Regions from separate parts of the Mus musculus genome. Here all the other regions are linked to region 2. A link is a contact called in public HiChIP or PLAC-seq and promoter capture Hi-C data. All regions are on one chromosome and are shown on one strand. The core of a region is the stretch at or near the end of the contact, and the rest is flanking DNA. Distances in the headings are between cores, read along the strand shown.

What was found. Promoter capture Hi-C pulls out the DNA fragments that hold promoters and counts their contacts. HiChIP or PLAC-seq counts read pairs in DNA pulled down with a chosen protein or histone mark.
Region 1: a contact with region 2 is called in an H3K4me3 HiChIP or PLAC-seq map of embryonic basal ganglia, with 4 times the contacts expected there. The contact joins two enhancer-like sites. A contact is called at or near these places in 3 of 115 datasets of contacts at active chromatin or transcription factors (embryonic basal ganglia, embryonic forebrain and neural tube).
Region 3: a promoter capture Hi-C map of cranial neural crest shows a contact between it and region 2. The contact joins two enhancer-like sites. A contact is called at or near these places in 1 of 39 promoter capture datasets (cranial neural crest) and 2 of 115 datasets of contacts at active chromatin or transcription factors (differentiating embryonic stem cells and embryonic limb bud).

The regions. Positions count from the first base shown.
Region 1 is chr16:78,100,226-78,104,866 of GRCm38.p6, reverse strand. No RefSeq gene overlaps it. Among named protein-coding and RNA genes, the nearest start is that of Gm31431, 13 kb to the right of the region's middle. Within about 2 kb of position 3,021, at least 42 of the 459 cell types and tissues checked have an H3K27ac peak or open chromatin away from gene starts, as enhancers often do. A contact at or near this core is called in embryonic basal ganglia, where this site is marked.
Region 2 is chr16:77,399,486-77,404,054 of GRCm38.p6, reverse strand. The region is part of intron 2 of Mir99ahg (Mir99a and Mirlet7c-1 host gene (non-protein coding)); the gene reads right to left. It overlaps 9430053O09Rik (a long non-coding RNA gene), which reads left to right. Exons shown (of 4, transcript XR_003951960.1): 3 at 1-20; 4 at 2,807-4,569. Among named protein-coding and RNA genes, the nearest start is that of 9430053O09Rik, 19 kb to the left of the region's middle. Within about 2 kb of position 3,299, at least 155 of the 459 cell types and tissues checked have an H3K27ac peak or open chromatin away from gene starts, as enhancers often do. A contact at or near this core is called in embryonic basal ganglia, where this site is marked.
Region 3 is chr16:78,054,809-78,059,508 of GRCm38.p6, reverse strand. All of the region lies in intron 2 of Gm31431 (a long non-coding RNA gene), which reads left to right. Among named protein-coding and RNA genes, the nearest start is that of Gm31431, 33 kb to the left of the region's middle. Within about 2 kb of position 2,893, at least 9 of the 459 cell types and tissues checked have an H3K27ac peak or open chromatin away from gene starts, as enhancers often do.

The DNA.
Region 1 (4,641 bases), core at 1,772-4,271, 700 kb before region 2:
GACAAGCCACTACAAGTCTGAGTCGAAGAATTTGATGTTCTGGCTAGGTTTTGTGAACTTGACCCAAACCTGGAATCTGGGATGAGGAAACACTAACTGAAGGATTGTTTGGCCGCATGGTTCTTAGGCCTTTGGAACTGATTTTGGGAAGGGTTGGAGATTTATGCTAGAGATTTGTCCCATATTCTTCCAAACCTTGCTTATTGGAGAATTCTAGTGGGATGCTGGAAGAGAAAAATTGTGGTAGAAAAATGAACAGCAAAGATTGTACACATGAGGTTTGAGATGGGATGACTCCAGAAAGAATAGGATCTAATTTAATTCACTTGACATTCTGGAAAAGGCTTTGTGTTCATCTTGCTGTTTCCTCAATGTTTAATGAGGTTAAATTTAGTTGATTTAGTGGGGGAAGTTTCATAATTACATAATATTCAGGGTGTTGCATGGTTACTGTTGGTTGGGATTGGCTAGGTTTACAGTGAGAATCACCCACCCACACCCACACCCACACACACAAAGCACAAAAGTGTAAAAAATATTCAGTTTGTACAAGAAAGGAACAGGAGTGCATGGAAAGTGTTTGACAGAGATTATAACTGCTGTATGGGTTAGTGACAAGAAAGAAAAGTCAAATGGTTTGCATGGACAATGGTAGGACATTAGAAAAGTAGACAGAATAATAAATAATAATGATGGTTATAATTAATAATAATAGTAATAACAATAACAGAAGAAAAGAGGAAGAGAAAAAATAAATCAGAATAGGACAAAACAAACAAGCAAACAAAAGAAAAAAAGCCAAAGAAAAATAGTAAGAAGCACATGTATACATAGAAATACAGCCATTCATACCCATAGCAATCCTATAAAAACACAAAACCAGAAACCATAATATATACACAAAGGAAAATGATATGTGTGATATCTACTTTTGGTTGTCAATTTGACTACACATAGAAGCTAAGAGGCTAGGTACACCCATAAGGGATTTTCCTTAATTGAAAGTGTTTGACCTGGGAAGATTTACAGTTACTCTGGATCTTCCGAGATGGGGCCATTCTTGTTCTGGCAGTTTATGTAAAGGACACCGAAGAGGGAAGCTGGCTTTCTCTTTGCCTGCTTGTTCTCATTCTGGCTGACAAATCAATTTCTTCACTGTCATTAGAGCCCATGTCTTCAGGATTCCCGCAAATACTCAAGACCAACTGAGACACGCAGACTCATGACAGAGAGAAGGACAGTGTGTAGTTTCGGGTGGATGGGAAAAGGGGGGAGGATCTGGTAGGAACTGGGGGAGGCGGAAAAATCATATGATTTTCTTCTCATATAAAAATCTATTTCCAATAAAAAGATTCAAAAAATGTAGATATAACTTGGAATTAAGTAGTTTGTAGTTCTTTAAAACATTAGTCTGGTATTATCTGAATTACCCCCCCCCCCCTTTTACTTCAGTCAGTAGTTTAGCTCTGTTTTTTGTTTTTTTTTTTAATAGGAAAAATATACTAAAACCTAGAAAGTTTCAAATGCAAACTTGAGGGGCTGCAGAGATGTCCCAAAGGCTAGGAGCACTTGCTGTTCTTGCACCACTGTGGGTGGCTCACATCTTTGTCTTCCATTCCAAGGACTCCAATGTCCTCTTCTGGGCTCCACCTTCACACAGTTGTGTATACACATACAAAACAAACAGACAAAATAAAACAAATCTTCAAATGTGAATTTGAAATGTTTCCTTTATTTCTTTGAATATCATTTCTGCTGGAGTTTTTTTTTTTAATTTTAAAAGTATGGTTTATCTAATTATTTTAACCCAGGTCACATATTTGCATTATTACAGTGTGGTACTGCTTATCTTTTTCAGTACCATTCTGATCACAGTTTATAGCATTAGGGTTTTCAGAGGGAGCTGCCCAACAGTGGAGACTGGTTACACAGTCTTCCATGTCTAATATCCATTTCCTTGCTTGTAGCCCACCTGACATAGTTTGATTCAAGAATGATTTCAACAGCTAAGAGATTAGAATAGTGGGAACTTGAGACCCTTAAAAATTGAATCAGTTTGAGTTTAATTTTACAAGTTTGATTTTTGCATGAAGTGTTTAAACCTTCCTTTGATGAAGTTCTTCATTAGAAATTTCTAGGCCTGCATTGATGAGCCTAAGTAGATTTAGAACCTTTTCTAATGGCAGCAATTTGGGTTATTTTCACTGAAGTGACACTACATCATTGTTACCTTTGTGGGTATTTTTATTAACTTTTGCCAGGTACCAAAAGATACATCCCCTTCAATAATTGTGATAATGTATTCGAACTACGCAGGTGACTTTCCCTCTCTAATCCTCCCTCTAATTCAGAGGATTTAAATCTCTTTTGTTAAGTTATTATTGGGAGAAATAACTCCTGCATTCTTTGTGAACCTACTTATAGAAAAAAGGAGATTTTATTTCTCCTTTTAATTAAAAAGAAATACAACTGGTCTTTCAGAATGAACCCGAACCTAATTTAATGTTATAATAAAGAGGAGGTGCCGTGGAGAGAGATTTTGATGTTCCTAAATTTATACTGAGATACAAAAAGCAAATCCGATCTGTCCTGAGCCTGCATTTAATGAAATGTTGTGAGGGCAAGAGAGAGTAGAGAATCTGAACAAAGAGAATACATGTCGGGTGGAGTAGTTTCTTTAGAATGACGAGTTTGTTGGCTCAGCTAGCAGGAGGGGTCAAGCCGTAAACTGAAATAAAGGGACATTATAACTGGTAAGAAGCACAGCTTATACAAGGGTGCACTTTTAAGTTTGGGAGAAATAGTTGTTGCTCTGGCTGGAAAGTTTCTGTTCCCTTCTTTTTTACTAAACCAGGGAAACTGTATTGACATGCACCCAGATGGACGCTTTGCAGCCTTTCAAAGTGACTCTCCCTAACACTGCAAATTCTTGGCCACTTTCCAGTCTAAGGAGAGGTTAGCCAAAGACTAAAGATTTACTCGGACCACCCAAACGATGAGACTCCACCTTTCTTCTGGATCTCAGCCACCCGGGTACAAATAGAGAAAACTCAGGGGGCCAGGGGTAGGGGTGGGGACGACGGACGATGTGGAAGACAGATGGCAGGGAGAAAGAAGAAAGAGACAGAAAAGAAAACGCAACTTTTAATCAGAGGAAATTAAATTCTCCTTGCTTTCTTTCTGTTGCCCTGGAGTATTAAAGATACAAACCAGCTACATCAATCACTCCTCAACATAGACCTTTTTGTTTGCTGCTCTGAGCCAGAAGCACACATTGTGATTTTTTTTCTGTACACTGCAATGGTCATTATTGTGTGTGTGTGTGTGTGTTTTTTTTTTTTTTTTCTTAAATTTCAGACGAAAGCCTTTACATCCTAGCTCTGATTCTGGACAGTGACATTTTGCGTGGTGGGGAATGATAAAAATCTGTTCTTTGGCATCTTAAAGTTTTATGGAAGATTCTCACTTATTTTATTAGAGCTTTCGTGTTTGGAGACGTTTGGAGCTTGAGTTGAGTTCTAACTGTTCTGAGAGGTTTACAGACTTCCTCGGGCATTTCTGACCAGGATTCATGGACACTGTGATTTCTGCTATCAGTAAATATTTTTTAAATCATTGTTTTTATTGTATAGATTTACAGGGTAGAGTGCAACAATTTGATAGATGCATATGTTATATAATGATCAAATCGATGGTTAATCTTTCCATCTCTTTAAGCATTAATAAATTGAGAAAGAACATGTAGTAGTTGTCCATTCTCTATTGTTCCTGTTCAGGGTGTATGACCCTGAGGTAGGAGACTGTAGCACAGTCCAGCTCTGGTGGCACATCTCCTTATTTTCCACCTCTTGGAGGGGCAACATCAGCACTTTGTCTCCTGAGGGTAATTTGGGGCTTAGGTACTTTAGGGTCAAAAGAAATATTAAGAAAGCAGGCTTAAGCCAGAATTTGGCTTAACTGATTCAAGGCTAGTCTGACCTTCAAGTGACCTGCCAGGGGAAAGCATGGATCTACCATCTCATGTGTAAACATGATAGGTTCTGCAGATGCTTAGAACTATGGGATGAATGACCCATGTAGGGATGCTCCAAAGTTTTATCAGCCTGTCAATCAATCAGGATAAGGATCTATCCTCTTTCTTACCCTGTGGAGGGGCTGCTCTAGCTCTAACTCATACAAAGAGCTTGGAAAAGAACTCTCAGATCTAAACTTGAGTTGGCTGAGTCTGTGGACTGCAGCCCCTTTTACTCCGTCTGTCCACAGATCTATACTTTTATTATTGATCCTTGGGTATCTATTCCAATTCATTGAGACAAGGAACCTGATATGACACAATGGGACTCTCCAAGATCCTCCCGGACAACAGATCACTCCTCCAACGTTTCTTTCAAAGTTAGATGAGGATGGATCAGAGATGAGGAATAGTCCCAAGTTTTGTGTAGCAACTCAGCATCCTTTTTTTATCATCAGCTATGAAGTACAGAATGTGTATTGTTTTGCTTCATAGCATCAGACTATTCCAGAAGATCAAGGAAGATCAGCATCCGTAAGAGATAAAAGGAAGCAATTGAGTAAGAGACAATGTGAAGAAAGGATGTGAGACTTCGGAATGAAAGGAAGGCTGGGAGGACAGATGCCAGG
Region 2 (4,569 bases), core at 2,050-4,549:
CCCAGCTCCCACCTGGAAAGGTGAGACCTTAGGAAAGCCATTCAGATCCGAGCTAGAGTGAACTCTCACAAAGGCCATTAACTACTGCTTTAGTGGTGGCTGACCTTGCTGCTTTTATTTCGTGTAGATCATTCCAGATATTTCAGATGAGACTATGACTAATTAGAAGTGTTGGCAGAGTGCGTATGATGAAGAAACTGACTCTAATGATAAAAGCCACAAGGGGCTAATATGGCCACATTTACTGGACGAGATTCATTCTAGCTCCACTGGTGTCTGCATGGTTGTCAAGTAGGATTATAGGAGAAATAGCATGCATATTTTCTCCCTCCAATGGGATTCACGTGTGCATGGGTGTGGTCCATAGTTTAATTAGATTCCTTCTTCCACTCTTTTGTTTCGCCAGGATGGTTACAATAATCTAGAAAACAAACCTTATCTTACTGTACTCTCTGGGCTCTCTGACATGGCTGTTTGAATAGGAGAGAGATTTTCTTCTCAAAATGTAACTTTGATAATATCTTAGCCCTCTTGAAACTTGAGGTCGTCTGTAAATTTGTTCATTCATTGCAGGCTATACAATGAAAGTGACAAATTAAAAGAGCCAAAACCGAACCAAACGAAACACCAATAAGGTGAGACAGGAGGTAGCTAGATTTTACTCCAAGGAACTAATTTTCTAGGGCACAGGAGCATAAGAAAGATGGAGAAGAACTTTCAGTTAGTCCCGTGGGACAAACCTATTGAGATACCACAACCAAACACAGTTAATGTCTTAAGTTTTGGAACTCCATTTAGATGTACTGGTATTGCAACTTGCTACAAAAGAGCCTGAATGGCCATTCAGTCAACTGCCAAAATCAAAAGATTCCTTTCTGGAGGCAGTGACTATAGATTTTTATACTTATTTTTTTGCTTTGCTATGGGGCATTCACTGAGGACAGAAAGACTCTCAGTTGCGTTGCCCCGCCCACCCTGGAAACTATTGAGTTGCTCTGGTTTTGTACAGTGTAGAACAATTCTGCAATAATAAAACATCTCAACTCTGTGCAAAAGGTGAGGCTTTCCATCTCAAGTTTCTCTTTAATGGAAAAAAAAAGGAAAACAAAGCAAACAGGCTGACAGCTTTAGAAAATCCAAACAATTCCACTTGCCAAGATGTGTATTTCATGCGTTTTCACTAATTTCAGATTTGCTTCGTACGTTCCAATGCTAACAATGTGTGCTTTCAATTTCAAAGTTCATTTTCGTGCTGCTCAAAGCAATCTTCACCTTTTAATAGGCAATTATTTTCCTAATCGTCTTGTAAAATCTTTTCTCTGAAGTGACTGAGAAACAGTTTCAACTTATGCATTATGGACACGTTGGAAACAAACCGAGCAGGTTGTGAACTGCAAATTGGCACTTGATTGGTAAAAAAAAGTCTGTTAGAAAAAAAAGAAAAATCTGCAAAAAGATTATTTTTCAAGTTAGAAAACTTTTCTAACTGACAAAACTCACAAGGGGCTCAGAGCAGGAGGAGATTCTCTTATGGAGCAAAAACCACTGTCTTTGATAACTTCAGTGAAACCCAGACTAGTGGAATACTCCAATTAACATTAAATCTCACTTCAAGATTTTGAAAACTTTCCATGGCCTCTCTCCCAAAACTAGTTTAAGCTACTTCTCCCAGTTTCTTGGGGTGAAAACAAATTTACAAACTAAGATTTTCTTATTTAAACTAATTGGATATATTTTGCATGAAATACGGTGCCTTGAATTATATTGTTATATGGAAGAAACAAGCAATAAAGCAGGAAAGCAGAGGTGTATTTTAAGAACATCAGTTTACTCATCATGAATTCAGATGAAAACAAGTTCTCTCAGCCCTCTCTTATGCCACAAAACTCCTTGCAGCAATCCTAACTTCTCTATTATTTTCACAAACAGAATAATGGGAATGCATATAACCACACAGGTGGAGAGTGGGGACTGTGATATCTTAAAAATGATTTGACCAGGATTCCATTCAAATCAGAAAAATTAGTTACTATTTGAGGAAATCAACAAAATCTCCAACAAAAACTTCCTTTAATGTCAATGTTTTCAAGTTAACTTATGGTAGACTACTTAAAAGGCTTGTTTAGCTATTAATTGAAGCATTTTATCTCATGGATTTCCTTAAAATATGCTTTCAGTACTATTTATCATTGACTTAATATAGAAGGTAAAATACCAAACATGACTGAGCCAATAATACAAAGATCCTAATTAGTATCATGCCATAGGGAAACAATGAAGCGATTTTGTCCCCAATTACTGACAATTAGCCAAAGTACAACAGTTAATTTCATGGAAATAAAGCCACATAACATGAAAGGAATACCCTGTCATGATGAATGGCATTTGTCTGGACTCCTTAACTGGTTCTTTCAATAATGAAGCATAAAAGTTTGAAGCAACTTGAACAGCTTTAACACATAGAAAACTCAAAAGTCTGAGTATTTGAAGATCCTAATTTTTGAGCATCTATGGAACCGTGTAGTTCAATGCAGGAATACCTTGAAGCACATAGAGTTTTCAGTCCCTTAAACCTAAAGATATTATCGTTCCAGGCAACATGTTTGTTCAGCAATAATCCTGGTATACATTGTTACACAAAGATAGTTTGTAAACCTTGTCACTATCCTGACACACATGCTACAGGATACAGTGAGCTGGTGATGGTTATAGAAGTCACAAAGTCCCTAGTTTCCTTGACTCTTTTATCCCACTCAATTTTTCTCTCTGCTTCCTTCTTCCATTTTTCTCCTAATGTCACACTTAGATCTATGCTCCTGAACACAGTGATGGACAGGCCTGGGAACTCACATCACCTCCGTGTGTGCATTGATTTCACTCAGTATAAATTCACTCAGAGCTTCAGTATCGAGATGTCTCACACAGTCAAACTCAGCTTTAAAATATTTTCTGGCTCTGTGCAGCTTAGAAAGGACACCTTTGGCAAAGCAACCACCCAGAGATCCAATAAAGACAATGTAAGGCCGTGACTCCTGAAGCTTAACTTTAGAAAATGCCCCCTTCGTGAAATACCCAGCTTCACCAAGTGCAGAGAAACAGAACTTAAAACACAGCAAAACAACTTGATAGATGGTTGCTGAAGGGACTTCGCCTGGATTGTTAAAACTGAAGGTTCACAAATAAACATTTCAAATGTTTTTGGCTGCATGCAGATAACACCCTCTCTGGGGAGAAGGCTAGAAACTGTTGGGTTCCTTTGTGCAGAGTCCTGGAATGTGCCTGCTTTTCATTTCTTCCTTTGTGTCTGCACACTGGCCTCACAGGCAGTGTCTTAAGCCATCCAGGGTCAGGGCAAACAGAGGAGCGCATTCATGGACAGATCAAGTTTATGTGAGAATCTGCTCCTCCTAGCTGCCCTCCATCTCCATATGAATCGTTAATAAAATCGCAGCCTGAAAGCTCATCGCGCCAACAGTGAGGAAGTCATGCAGAGAATCCTCTGGTTCAGAGGGAGAAAAAAAAAAAAGATTTCTTTATCTTTTTCATCCTTCGCCGGCCTTCGTGGGAATTCTGCCATCTAACTCCTTCTGCGCTAAATCTCTCCCCCTCATCCCAACACCACGGTCTTCCCCTAGCAACTTTCTAACTGGCACCTGATCACGTGGGAAAGCGGGGGATGGGAGTGGACACAAAGACAAAAGAAACATTCTGATATCCTCAGCAAATCTTCCAGAGCGCCAAGTCAGCCTCTGCTGCACTACATTGCTGCAAAAACCTTCAGGCAGTATCAATGTTTCAATTTTCCCAGGTCGTGTCAAACAGCTGGGAAGACTTTCCCATAGTTTTATGACACCACACGAGCTACAGAGGCACAGATATCTCAAAAGGGCACACGAAGAACAGCGTCTTTCCCTAATTAACTTGCTAACTCCATGCAAATACTGGACAGAATCAAGCCCCTGAGTTATTGCAGGCAATCTCACGTGTATCTTCTAACCTTGCTGCTGCCTAGCTGTAGGCTCTTGTTTCCTCCGCTCTTGCTCCTTGCAAACTGTCTTAATATCGAACGCGTTTCAGAGGGATGGGCTGATGAATGAAAACATGAATTTCTGCTTGCCCTTTAAGGTGGGTTAAGGGGCGGGGGTGCTGGTGTAATCAATTACTGAACAAAAGAACAACAACAACAAAAGACTTACAACCCACAGAGTGGCTGTGTTACATCCTGCAGTCTGTTTTAAACCAGTACTTCTTTTATATTTACCACTATTAGATTCTAGTATGGATCATTTATTTCATCAAGAAGAGAAAAAGAAAGAGGAGGAGGAAGAAGAGGAGGAAGAAGAGGAAGGAAGGAAGGAAGGAAGGAAGGAAGGAAGGAAGGAAGGAAGAAGAAAAAAGAAACAAGAAAGATATAGAAAGTCTTCCAGTAGATCCTGAAGAAAACTTAGTATTTTTTTAACTTAAAAAGTATTGATATATTTGAGCTTCAATTTGATACTAACTTAGCAAGTAAAAAGTTTGAAATCTCATCTACATCCATCCTTCAGATTTTTTAGACTGCCTCAGCAT
Region 3 (4,700 bases), core at 1,644-4,143, 660 kb before region 2:
TTTTGTTCCGTTCCCTTGGCCTGCAGCTGAGCCCATGTGCTCTGGCTATCATTGCAGTAGGCTGGTGGCTGCTTGACTCCCCATGACTTGGGTGTAAGGATTCTTTGTCTTTTGGAATCTAAACGGATGGAATACCTATCAGCCAGGATATGCTGTTAGAATATAGGGAGAAAAAAATGGGCAAAAGAACCAGGGCAAAACCAAAGCGAGTTTCAGAGGTCTGACTGGGGATCTAGGCTAAGTCCTGCTTTGCTGGACATGATTGGCTAAGTCAAACAGTCCAGTGTAGGTGGACTTTTGGCTACTTTGTGGGTTCTTTTTTTTTCATTGTTCTCTCTTCTTCCAACCTTTCAACACCTAAGACTAGGTAGGAGAGAAAAGTGGATACAAGGGAAAGGGTGACAAAATCATTGCACTGCCTGCTGATTAGGGGCATCAAGTTCCTTGGGGCAAGTTTGATCTTCACCATCAGGATATCTAATTTCTTCTTTTCATCTCTTTGTACTTAACTACTTGTCAAATTGGAACAACCTACAATCAACCATCAACCAACCAACCAGCCCCTTCCACTGGGGCCCTAGTGTTTATATATTCTTTAAAAAGTGCCCATCCTCCTGTGCAGCAGAACACCAAAATTTGTAATTAATCTCTAATTAAAACTTACTACCTTGGCAATATCTCCATAGCCCTCTGTCCTTGACAGTTTGTGATAACCACTGATAAACTTTCAACCTCATGAAATAAGATGTGAAAACAGATATATTTTTGTTTTCCGTGTATTTCTGTGTGCATGTGTGAACATGTGTCAGATGTGGGTAGTGCCCACAGGGGTCCAAAGAGGACTGTTCTGTCCCCTGGGGCTTCATTATTGTCAGTTGTATGCTGCCCCTGTGGGTGCTGGGAACAGAACTCAGGTCCTCTAGAAGAGCTCCTAACCACTGAGCCTCCTTTTCAGTCCCAACATCATGATACATCTATATAAAGATTCTCTCTATGGGCTCCAATTTTGAAAACAGGTTAAGTGTCTCCATTTAGTATGAGAGAAGAGGAAAATGTCTAATTTTTTTGGTTTATCAGTGGAAATCTCACAAAAATAACTGCTGAAAGAAGAAACTTAGGAAAAATTTCAGTTCTCTTTGCGTTGGCTGCTTTTGTATTCTAGTGAGCAGGTCACTCTGTGAGGTGATGCTAGCGGCTTGTTATTTATTGTGTTCTTTCTATTTGATCCTCACAAATGGTTTCTTTAAGCATTTACTGCACAGGGTTGGTAAAGCTGGAGTAGAGATGCAGGAGAGAAGTTAAAGGTGCTGGTATCCCTGAGACAGCTGTCCCTGTTGGCCTTTGGGGCACCTTTGAGTATTTACTGGGGTCTAGAAGAACCTCGTCTGGTTGGAAATATAAAGCAGCAAGCTTCCCTCTGAGAAGTAAATCCATACATCTTCTTGACTGCCAGCATTTAGAAACAGCCACACTGAGACCACGGTGACCTGGTCTCAGCTTTTGGGAGTTTACAATTTCTATCAAAACAATGTTCATTTTAACACTCCCTGCAAAATGGTTGTGCTATCATATTTTCATGGGGGGGGGAACATCTGTTGGAGCCAGTTTTAACACATTATCTATAATTAAGGACACAAAAGATTTATTCAAGGTCTTTTATAGAGGGTTCAGTATGCTGCACATACCTGCTTCTCTTTTTAACACAAGAAAGGGTAATTTATAGCTTGGAAACCTGGGACTGAAGGTTATAGCATCCAGTTACCAGGAGGGGTAGAGCCCTAAGTTCATATGTAGAGAAAGGGTAAACAATCTAGAGTTTTCAGTCCAAGCAGAACAAAGCAAGCTTTGAGACTCGTGAGTCAAGGCAGACATTTAGAACTATGATGTCTTCGAGAAAAGACAGGAAGAATGCAATTGAATTCCTCTACGGTTTGGATTTTAATGCAACCAAATTCCAAACCAATTATCTCTTGTTCAAACCAATCAGCTGGTAGGTGTGCAGGGCCTTGATGGAATTTGTAAAGCCTGGTCCAAAATGAAACCATGAGGCCCCCTTGTTCCAAAACCAGGAGGAATATTCTGTGAACAGTGCTAACATAGAAAAGAAACCCAATGCTTTTCTGTTTTCCATTAACTTATCATAGTCTATCTATTTATTATAATCTTACATAGAAATAGTAAAGTTTTAAAACATTAGTATGAATTTTAGAAGTCATTTTTATTTCACACTATGACCCTATTATTCCAAACTCATTATAACTTAATCCTTATGTAAGATCACTAAATTTCGAGAGTTTGTGCGTTGAAGCTCATACATGCTTATGTGTCTTGTTCAGAGCAATGAAGGGGAGCCTTCCTCCAAACGACATAACCCTTTTAAAATTGTGATGTGCTGTTTCCAGCTGACTGGTTAGTCAGGTGCCCCTGGAAGGAGAAATACTTTGCAGTTTCTTTGTTTTTTCTTTCCTTCCATGCTTCCTAACCACGGTGGCTAACATGGAAAAGTGACTTATGTGACTGAGGAGTGGTCACAGGCTTGTCGCCCCATTTCTGATCCTGAGAACACCATCGACTCCTTTCTGTTTGGGAGACAAGTTCTGATTCAAATGGAGACTGAGGGGCCCTCAGCCCTGAGCTTTCCCTCTTAGTTGTAACACCAATACGCCATCTTGTAGAAAGAAACACAATCTAAACCGTGCTTAGCTAAGCAATGACTTTTATTACTGTGTTTGTTCATAGACTTCATTCACCTTGACTGACTATGTCAGCTGATACTTCTCATCGAGAACTTGTTCACACCATCCGTTTTTCCTCCGTTTAGCACTACGTGTCTGGTTTAGAATGCTGCTGATTCTCATTCTGGCTCACTATTGGTCAAAAAAAAAAAGCCTATCCAATGAGAGCAGACAATACTGGGGGGGGGCAGCTTGCAAACACGTGACACTTTCTGCCGCCCCCCCCCCATACCCCAACCTTCTTGTTTCTCCTCTTTTGTCTGAGCATCTTTCTCCTTAGCTGTACTTAGGATTTTCCAACCTAATTTAAGGATACTGGCACACCCTAGAGTGTGGGGGACACTTTAGCAATGAGGCTACATAGGTTAGGGTAAAGCTTCATTTTCTCAATATTTTCATTATTTTAAGATTTTAATTTTTCCCATGCCAAAGATTGAACCAAGGACATCATGCACATTAGGCCAATTCTCAACATTGATCTACATTGCCAGCCACCAAGGTTTTTTTTTTTTCTTTTCTTTTCTTGTTTTCAGTTGACTTGCTGTGGTAGACTGAAGGATGGTTTATTTAGTAATTCTTGGAATCTGAGGCAAAGCAGGTCTGGTTCTCACCGTTTACTGCCTCAGCTGACGAGCTCAAAGGAGCTTGCCTGGAATGAAAAAAAATTAGTTTGCAAAGAATTACTTGGGAGCATGAGCCTAATTAAATATTAAAACACAACAATTTAGTTAACAGTTATTAAAGGATCAATTTGTGTTGTGATCCAATTGAGTGTTAAAGAGATGAAATGTATATTAGAAGTAAGTCTGAGTACGTAGAAAACATTACCAAGGATGAGGGGAAGATTAAAGATCAGCAGGAGGAAAAGAAAAGAAAAGAAAAAAAAAAGGTTTTGCCCTGTAATTCTGTATCAACCTCGTGAAGTTGCTGAAGTTTTATAATAGCTGCTAACCTCATAAAATCAATCTAGTGCATTCTTTCCTGGTTACACAGGACAGACACTGCATGGGAGCGTTTTCAAGATGAGCCATGGTGCTTCTCTTTTACTGCAATTTGAATTCACGGTTTCACTTGTCTTTCCAGCTTGTAGATGGCAGATAGTGGGACCCTAAGCCTCTAACTGCAGAGGTAAGTTCTGATGAAACGTGTCTATGAGCACGTCCTACTGATTCCACTTCTCTGGATAACTGACTAAACAGATATTATTAAATACTCACAAAATTAATCGTGATGGAAATAAAAGTATCATTTTGATAATGGATCGTCCCCATAGATAGACCTGGGTTCTCGTGGTATTCTTTTATGCCTACCTGCCTGTTCTTATCCCAGAATCACCACTGGGTGCCCAAACCTCATAGGTATATCCTTGTACAATCTCAATTTAAAACACTAAAAGGTTTTACAATCCTGAATTCTACTAGATGAGTTTTGCCTCATTTGTTTTCTCATAAATAGCACTTAATGCCCTTCCCAATGGCATTGTTTGGTCAGTGGAAATATTTGCACACTCAAGAACATTTTCTTTGAAGGAGCAGAGTCCTGGAACATCTGCAATGTGTTTTGAATTGATTAGTGCTAACGTGATCAGCATTAACCTCTGTCTGAGGCTACTAAAGTTCTCTCATTTGAAGTAAAGGTCTGTGATTTAATAAAGGATCCAAGGGAAGAAATCTGAATTGAGTTATTGAATTTGTTAATACATCTGTGGCAGAGAGCAAGCAAATCTTATAAAAATATCAACCGTTCTCTGTTGATGGCGAGCCATCTTGCTAATCCATCATGAGACACAATGCGTTTGTGTCTTAGGAACCTTCATCTTCTGAAGCTGACGTTCATTGTATTCTGCATGGTTGTTTATTTCCAATGCATTTTCAAATATTATACTTTGTTAGAGGTGGAAGGCCGTTCTTATTTATTTATTTATTTATTTATTTAATTTTTAATTAGGTATTTTCCTCTTTTACA